2 separate regions of the Mus musculus genome follow, and region 2 is linked to region 1. A link is a contact called in public HiChIP or PLAC-seq data. All regions are on one chromosome and are shown on one strand. The core of a region is the stretch at or near the end of the contact, and the rest is flanking DNA. Distances in the headings are between cores, read along the strand shown. Region 1 overlaps Stk3 (serine/threonine kinase 3). Region 2 overlaps Vps13b (vacuolar protein sorting 13B).

The links. HiChIP or PLAC-seq counts read pairs in DNA pulled down with a chosen protein or histone mark.
Region 2: an H3K27ac HiChIP or PLAC-seq map of large pre-B cells shows a contact between it and region 1, with 3 times the contacts expected there. The contact joins two enhancer-like sites. A contact is called at or near these places in 2 of 115 datasets of contacts at active chromatin or transcription factors (fibro-adipogenic progenitors and large pre-B cells).

Annotation. Positions count from the first base shown.
Region 1 is chr15:34,951,002-34,954,676 of GRCm38.p6, forward strand. All of the region lies in intron 9 of Stk3 (serine/threonine kinase 3), which reads right to left. Among named protein-coding and RNA genes, the nearest start is that of Gm52204, 43 kb to the left of the region's middle. Within about 2 kb of position 1,955, at least 23 of the 459 cell types and tissues checked have an H3K27ac peak or open chromatin away from gene starts, as enhancers often do.
Region 2 is chr15:35,821,228-35,825,213 of GRCm38.p6, forward strand. All of the region lies in intron 39 of Vps13b (vacuolar protein sorting 13B), which reads left to right. Among named protein-coding and RNA genes, the nearest start is that of Gm41292, 64 kb to the right of the region's middle. Within about 2 kb of position 1,739, at least 21 of the 459 cell types and tissues checked have an H3K27ac peak or open chromatin away from gene starts, as enhancers often do.

The DNA of each region.
Region 1 (3,675 bases), core at 705-3,204:
TTAGCGGTGTTCTCCTGTATTTCTTTAAGTGAATTATTAATGCCCTTCTTAAAATCCTCTACCAGCATCATGAGATATGATTGTAAATTGGAGTCTTGCTTTTTGGGTGTGTTGGGGTATCCAGGACTCACTGTGGTGGGCGTACTGGAGTATGATGATGGTTTCTGTTAGTAAGATTCTTATGTTTGCCCTTTGCCATCTGGTGATCTCTGGTGTTAATGTTCTAGCTGTCTCTGGCTGGAGCTTGTTCCTCCTGTGATTCTTTAGCCTCTAACAACACTCCTGGTAGACCAACTCTTTCCTGAGTCTCAGTGGTCAGAGTACTCTCTGCAGACAAGCTCTCCTTTTGCAGGAAAGGTGCACAGAGGTCTGGAGCTCAGATCTACCTCCTGAGTCCTGGGGTCAGAGCCCTCCCTGGAGGTGACTCTCCTCTGGCAGGAAAGGTCTGGGTCTCAGTTCTGCCTGAGGATGAAGGCCCAAAGGGACCCTGTCCAAGAAGCTCTATTGCTTCTGTTGCCCACGTGCTCTCATGCGTAGACTGGTCTCAGTGATCCTAAGATCCTGGGTGTGCTAGGGCCTGCCAAGTTCCCGCCAAGATGGTGCAGGGCTGGTGCTGACCTGAAGGAACCCCAGCCACTGGTCGGCGGGTTTCCTCTGTCCCTGTTCCTGCTGGCACAAGACCCTCCAAGATTTTTTGGAACAGATGTTGCATTCCACTCACCAGTGATCCCAAGATCCTGGGTGTGCTAGGGCCCGCTGAGTTCACGCCCAAGATCGAAAATCTATTTCAAATAATAATATAAAAAGCTTGAGATGTTGAGCTGGTTTATCTTGGACATTGGATGATTTAGGGAGAGGGATCTGCTCTTATTTTATATTTAGAATCCACTAACTTTGAGAGGAATTTTTTTCCCCAGTTCTGGTCTTACAAAAGTTCTATGGCCTCAACTAAACAGAAACTTCAGCAGCCATTTTCATCTTACATCCAGTCAAACTTTACATTTTATAAACAAAGAGTGTTAAAGAGCACTATAAGAAATATGGGATGTAGGGCTACAGAGACAGCCTGGTGGTTAAGAGCACTTGTTGATCTTGCAGAGGACCCAGGTCCCAGCACTTACATGATGTCTCTCAACCATCAGTAACTCAGTCCTGAGCAGCCAGAGCCCTCTACTGCCTCTTCCTGTGGTAGGCACACACTACCTATACATCCATGTACATATATATACAAGTGAAAAAAACCATTCACACACATACAACAAAAAATAAATCTTAAAAACTATAAATGATGCAGATAAAAACTTGAAAGACATTTAACACATACATTAAATAAAGGATAACTGTTTCAAACACTGGACAACCAGACAGACAGCACACACCAGCTGATATGAGGGCACCAACATACATAGAGTAGAGCACTTCCAGGTTTATGTTCATTCAGAGATGATGCACCTAACCCTCAAGAGACTGGAGGCCCCAGGCAGTTTAGAGGTCACAGGGGGTGGAGGGTGGGGATATCCATGTGGGTGTGGTAGGGAGGAGGTGTGGGATGTGGAGCAGTTGGAGGGTGGGAGGGGAGGGGCGGGGAGTGTAAAAAATGAATTCCATATAAAATTAAATTTAAAAAAGTCTAGACAATACTCTACTACTAAGAAACAAGCATTCTTACAGAGAGTTAACAAATCTAAAAGTCAGCTTAAATAAAAGAGGCAGTTTGTCACATTAGACTGTTCTTTTTGCACGACTTTATAGAAAGATTTCTATTCAAATGTATGTGCTTACATATGTAAAGATTTTCTGTTTTACTTTAAAACTCAGTATTAACATTTAGACTCTGTTTTAGAAGAAAAGAGTTTGAAGTTGTTTTGACAGTTAACAGGAGGGTGGCTGTTACTGCCTAGTTACTATTTTACTGGACAATATGAAACACATGCCACGGTGCACAGCTGAGTCCCCAGGGGAAAGCTGAATGATGATTCTTACTTGCAGCTGAGGGAGAGAGGAACGCATGAGAACTCAGGTCCTGCAGAGAGAAGGAAGCAGACTGGTTGCTATGGCAACCTTCTTACACTACTGAAAGGACACCTAAAACTGACATCAATTTCTCCGGCTACAGTTAAGTTCTGACCTTACCTTATTAAAATAGTTTATTGTAATAATAAACTTAATATTTGAAATTACTTAGTTCCTCAATTTAGGCCTAGTTATTTTAACTTACTTGCTTATATAACCAAAACCCCATTAGCAGCAAAGGAAGGAAAAAAAAATCACCATTCATTCCCTCTATGACTTTGAAACTTTATTAAAAATTTCTTTTCTATCTCTTTCATTCATTCCTTTAATCTTTTACAAGGATAGTAAATTAAGTAGAATATAATTTTGTAAAATATGCCAGTCTATTATAATTAGTTTTTAGTGTTTCATACTTCTTCTAAGCAAATAAGGTCTTCATGAAAAAATAAATGTATGAAGGAATTTTAAAATAACTTAACACAATGCAGTGTGCTTGACTTTTCAATCGCTTAGCATGCATGGCGCATAAAGAAGGAAGTAACTGCTCATGACGCAGCACACCGACTGTCAACAGCTGAGGGACTCATGGGCATGAGCGAGTTGGTCCTTCTACAAGTCACTTAAGATGTAAGTGTTCTACCTGATTCATGATCTTGGAAGTCTGCCCTCTAATTTGTTGCTAAGAGTACAATAAACACATACAAAAAATCAGGATGGGATATACAAGCCACTAACATGAATTTTCTTCCCTAGCTTTATCTTTTAAAATAACAGAGGATGCACAAAACCCAGGGAAGGTCCTGAGCCTCCTGAGGAAGGTGAGAGGTTCAGGAGGAATAGCTGCTCAAACGTTTACAGGACGCACTGTCCAGCAGGAGGGTCTAAGAACAGTTAAGTATTCACAAAGGCACTGGGGAAAGAGAACACGAGCCAGCTGTTTTCCATCTCCAATGAGGGTATGAGAGAAAACAGACAAATCAAAGCTGAGCTTTCAGTTAAACAAAAAGAAGAGAGTAATAAACATGTTAATTGTATCTATGGAAATCTTTCTTTGGAGGCCTTAGAAGATATTCATTTGCATAAGGAAGGAGAGTATTTCTGTGTTCAGCTTCTGTTTTGTGGTAGTAAAACATACAGCACAATCAACATGCACTGGCCTACACTACACCAAACACCCTCAGGCCCAGGACATACGTGCCCATAGGGAGCTCCAAACTACTGTAACCTCACCGTACACAGGATACCTACTGCCTCTATAGAGAAAAGTGGAGGTTTCTAATGGCCCAGAAATACTATGGGTATTTGCAACAAGCCACATGAGAGGTATAGTTCATGTTGTATTTACTGCTATGTCTTGGCAAAATTAAACTTACTAGTCAAGGTGGCATATACTTACTATATTTAGTTCCCTTGTCAAAGATCAAGTGACCATAGTGTGTGGGTTCATTTCTGGGTTTTTCCAATTCTATTCCATTGATCTATCTGTCTGTCCCTGTACCAGTACCATGCAGTTTTTATCATAATTGCTCTGGAGAGCTTGAGTTCATGCATGGTGATTTCACTAGAGGTTTTTTTATTGTTGAGAATAGTTTTTGCTATCCTAGGTTTTTTGTTATTCCAGATGAATTTGAAAATTGCCCTTTCTAACTCTGTGAATAATTG
Region 2 (3,986 bases), core at 489-2,988, 870 kb after region 1:
AGGAGGGGATTGTGCAGCCATGCGAGTGTCCTGCATGTGTAGCTTTGTATTCCTTCTTTTTCCTTCCTACTATCTACAAATAATGTATCTTCCCATCAGAATCAGCAATCTCAAGGCTACTGAGATCTGTCTGTCAGCATCTCTATAGAGCACTGGTGCACTGTTGTCACCGTCTCTTACACCAGTGCTGATGCCCTGTTAACTCAGACTATAAAGACAATCTCAGGGTTGTCAGAAAGCTCTGGACTTTGTACATCATGAGAAAAAAATACATTTTAAAACACACATTTCAAATCTTTGATGGCAACCCAAAATATTGACTAATTTATTATTACAATTCCAAGTTTCCTGAAGTCAAGAACAGTGTGGGGGCTTTCCTGACCATGGTTCCCAATTTTCTCTTGTCATGGAAGCAATTCATTAATACTAACAAATTAAGTATATTCTATAGGGTAACAAAACCATGTTATAATCTGCTTATTATTGCTATACACACTTTGTGTGTGATGAGGCACATTTGTTAATCGCTACTTTATCAAGAAGTGGCAAGTGTGTTTACTCTACTGAAAGTAATGAGCCCATTGTTGAGCTTAAACATATGCTGTGAACAGTAGACCATTTAGAATGAAGTTCTTGAATATTTAGATAAAATTAAAATATATTATGAATTTAGGGTTTACATTAATTTTATTTTTTTACTATTTTAGTAAAGTTGTCTGCATTTAAGTTATTTTTTCCCCAGAAGTTTTTAATATATCAGTATCACTCTTCTTTTGGGAAAAATATGATCTTGAAAGATGTCATATTATACACCTGCATTTGCTTGAAACCTGGTAGCTTGATAAATTGATAAGATAACCGGGTCATATGTTAAGTTTTCTGAAAAACCAACTCAAACAGAGATTCTAATAAAAGAATGTTACACATTTCCTTTTAAACACTAAAAAGTATTTCTCAGGGCTCTTAAATTACCATATTCTGATACCAAGGGAAAATAAAATCTGGACTTAGAGTTTTGTTTGTACTTAGAGGTTTTCCGGACAGGAAGGGAGTCTTGATGCAGTGCATAAGCCACAATACCAGTGGGGCATTACAGGTGAAGACTACAGCTGTGCCCACACCACAGCGCAGCACAACTGCATGCCGGAATGCTTCCTGTGCAGAAATAGAGTTTGCTTAACTTGTTTCCCAAGAGTAGATCATATTAAAATGTTATAAAATCATGATTTCCTGCGTTTGAATACTTGTGGTTTCTCAACTGTTTCCAATATTATAAGGGTGTGTGTGTGTGTGTGTGTGTGTGTGTGTATGTGTGCGTTTCCATATCCATACCCATGTGACTTCCATTAGCTGACGATATATAAAAAGCTTTTCATTCTTAAAAAAAAAAAAACTAAAAGGCAGATACATGTAAAAAAAATAAGCAGGAGCATTAAACATTAAAAACATTTACATTTTATATCACTGAATGGTAGATGTTTACAATGAAGTGGAAACAAAATAAGCCGTTTTGTGGTCAAAATACATTCTTATTACCAATTAAAAACTATGCTCAATTTTCATTATTCTATGTGATTACTATGTCTCCTTCTGTATTATAAATAACTGCATGTAAGAATTAGTCTTTATTTTCAAAAAGACAAGTAAACCCAAACACATTTATGACTACATATGCCTAGGAGCAAATCTTGTCTTAACTTAATAACATTTCAACATTTCTGCTGCTGTGTGCTCATCGTGTTTCTATAAATACCTCACCTCTGGAACACTGGGAAAGTCATCTTGGGCTCAGATCTCAGCTCCAGTCTGTTGCCTGTCTGTCTGCTTTCTCTCCTCAGCCATTGCTTACCTGCTTCTCTTGTCTTCCTAGTGTTCTCTGTTAAGATTTGGTCTTATCACCACTGTTATGCTGTCATAAATGCAGTGTCTACACTTCTGTATTTTTATACAAAAATAATAGTTGTTATCAAAGTAAGAGTTGGACAACAGATACTCTATCAAAGTTACTAGGAACTTCCTGGTACAAAAGCAGCTCCACCCACCCCTGGGGATATACATCAAAAACAACTAGAGACAATTGGTTAATTTTGAAGTTACTTTAATCAGTGAAAGGCAGAATAAACAGTAAACTCAGGAGAAACCCTGGGTAATAAGAGCTCCATGGAGTTTTCAGTGCTGTATTTCCTCTTGCATAGGTCTGTTCTCATGCTCGGGACTGTGTGTATAATCAGGAACGACTTGATAAAAACCCAAGTTCTAACCTGTATCCATGAGGCTCTGGATAAGGAAGTGGAGGCTAAGGTGGAATGGACAGTATGACCAAGAAGGTTCAAGGTGCCTTAAACAACTAGAAGCTTATTGGTACCCAGTCTTTCAGGAAATGTCTGCTTAATCATGAAGTAACCACTGAGCTAACCAAGCCGAGACTCTAAAGGCTACACAACTGTATTAGTAAGATTTCCATTATTGAAACAAAACAACAAAGGCAGATCATTTATAGAAATAACAGTTTTTACTCAGAATACAGTTTTGGAGGCTCAAAAGCATGATAGTAGCATTTATTCAGATATGGCAAGAGCTCAAGTCTGAATACAGAAATTCAAGAGAGAGTGGAGGCCAGGATAGGTTTTCCTAACAACCTTATCCTTCTGAAGGCACTCCAGTGACCTAAGGACCATGCTCCAGATTTTGAAAATTCAGCAGCTTTATAGCATCATACTGAGGACCAAGGTTACCCTATGTGAAACTTTACAGGACAAAATCATCCGAATCCTGGCAGACTGCAAACCTCACAAGTCTGGTTCATAACTAGCAGCAAGCACTGATGCACTGGGAATGACAGAAGAAGGGCCAGATCAGATTCTCACAGTTGGTATTGTTTATTACGATTTAAAATATTAAAATACCAAGCTTTCAGCAAAAGCTCCTGAGAAATGCAGAGATAAGGAAGTATGTCCACAGACTGGAGGTGAAGGCAGTCAGTAGAAATGGTACTCTGAGGAACCTCGATGAACACTTGAGGCAGGATTGTCGTTGGTGGGCGGGGCAAAGAGGAGACCAGACTGGCTTTGCCTCCTGGGACTGAGCTGATAAACAGCAGCACCTTCATGCTCACACTGAGCTCTCCCCATCCACGAGTCAGACACAAGCCGCCACCTTAAAATGTGTGCAAGCAGTAGGTATGTCTTAAGAAATAAAAGGAGAAAGAAGAATGATGGCTCACCAGATAGGTAATACTCAGAAAGGGAAATATAAATACAACATTTCTTATCTGAAATGTTTAGGGTAAGAAGGATTTCAGATTTTGGGGGCTGTGTATTATTTGAATATAAATGAAGTATATTGGAAATGTGACCCACACTTAAATATGAAAGTCATGTATATTTTGTATACCTATGGCCCGGAGGTAACATCCTACAATATATTTACTAACTGTGTGCTGTGTGTGCCCTGTGCTCTGACTGCATCTATCACATAATTACTTGTAGGGTTTTCTGTCCTGCCAGCACTTCAACCACAAAACAGTTTTCAATTGCAGAGTATTTTAGGATTTCATATTGGAAAGGCTTAACTTGTGAAAAAATTAGAACAAACAGAAATTCTTGAATTGGAAAATCTAATTAATAAATACATTTAGTAGAAGGGCTGCATGGCAGACTTCAGCTGGCTTAGAAAGACTTGATGACTGGAGATGTGTTGTGAGTATCTCCATAACATGGGATGAAGAGAAGGAACAGATCAGACACCTGAGGCAAACCATCACGTGTGCTAACACTTGGAGAGAGCGAGTCCAGGGCAAGAGGGAAAAGGGAAGCAAAGATACCTGATTAAATGAAGCCTGATAGACACAAGCCTATATGATCTAAGAGGCTTGTTGAACTGCCAGTGAATATGCCTAGAGCCATGTAGACAAAATATCCTAGAAGCCACCAGAGAAGCAGCTCCTTACATATATAGACAGTCGTTAAGGTTAACATCTGATTTCT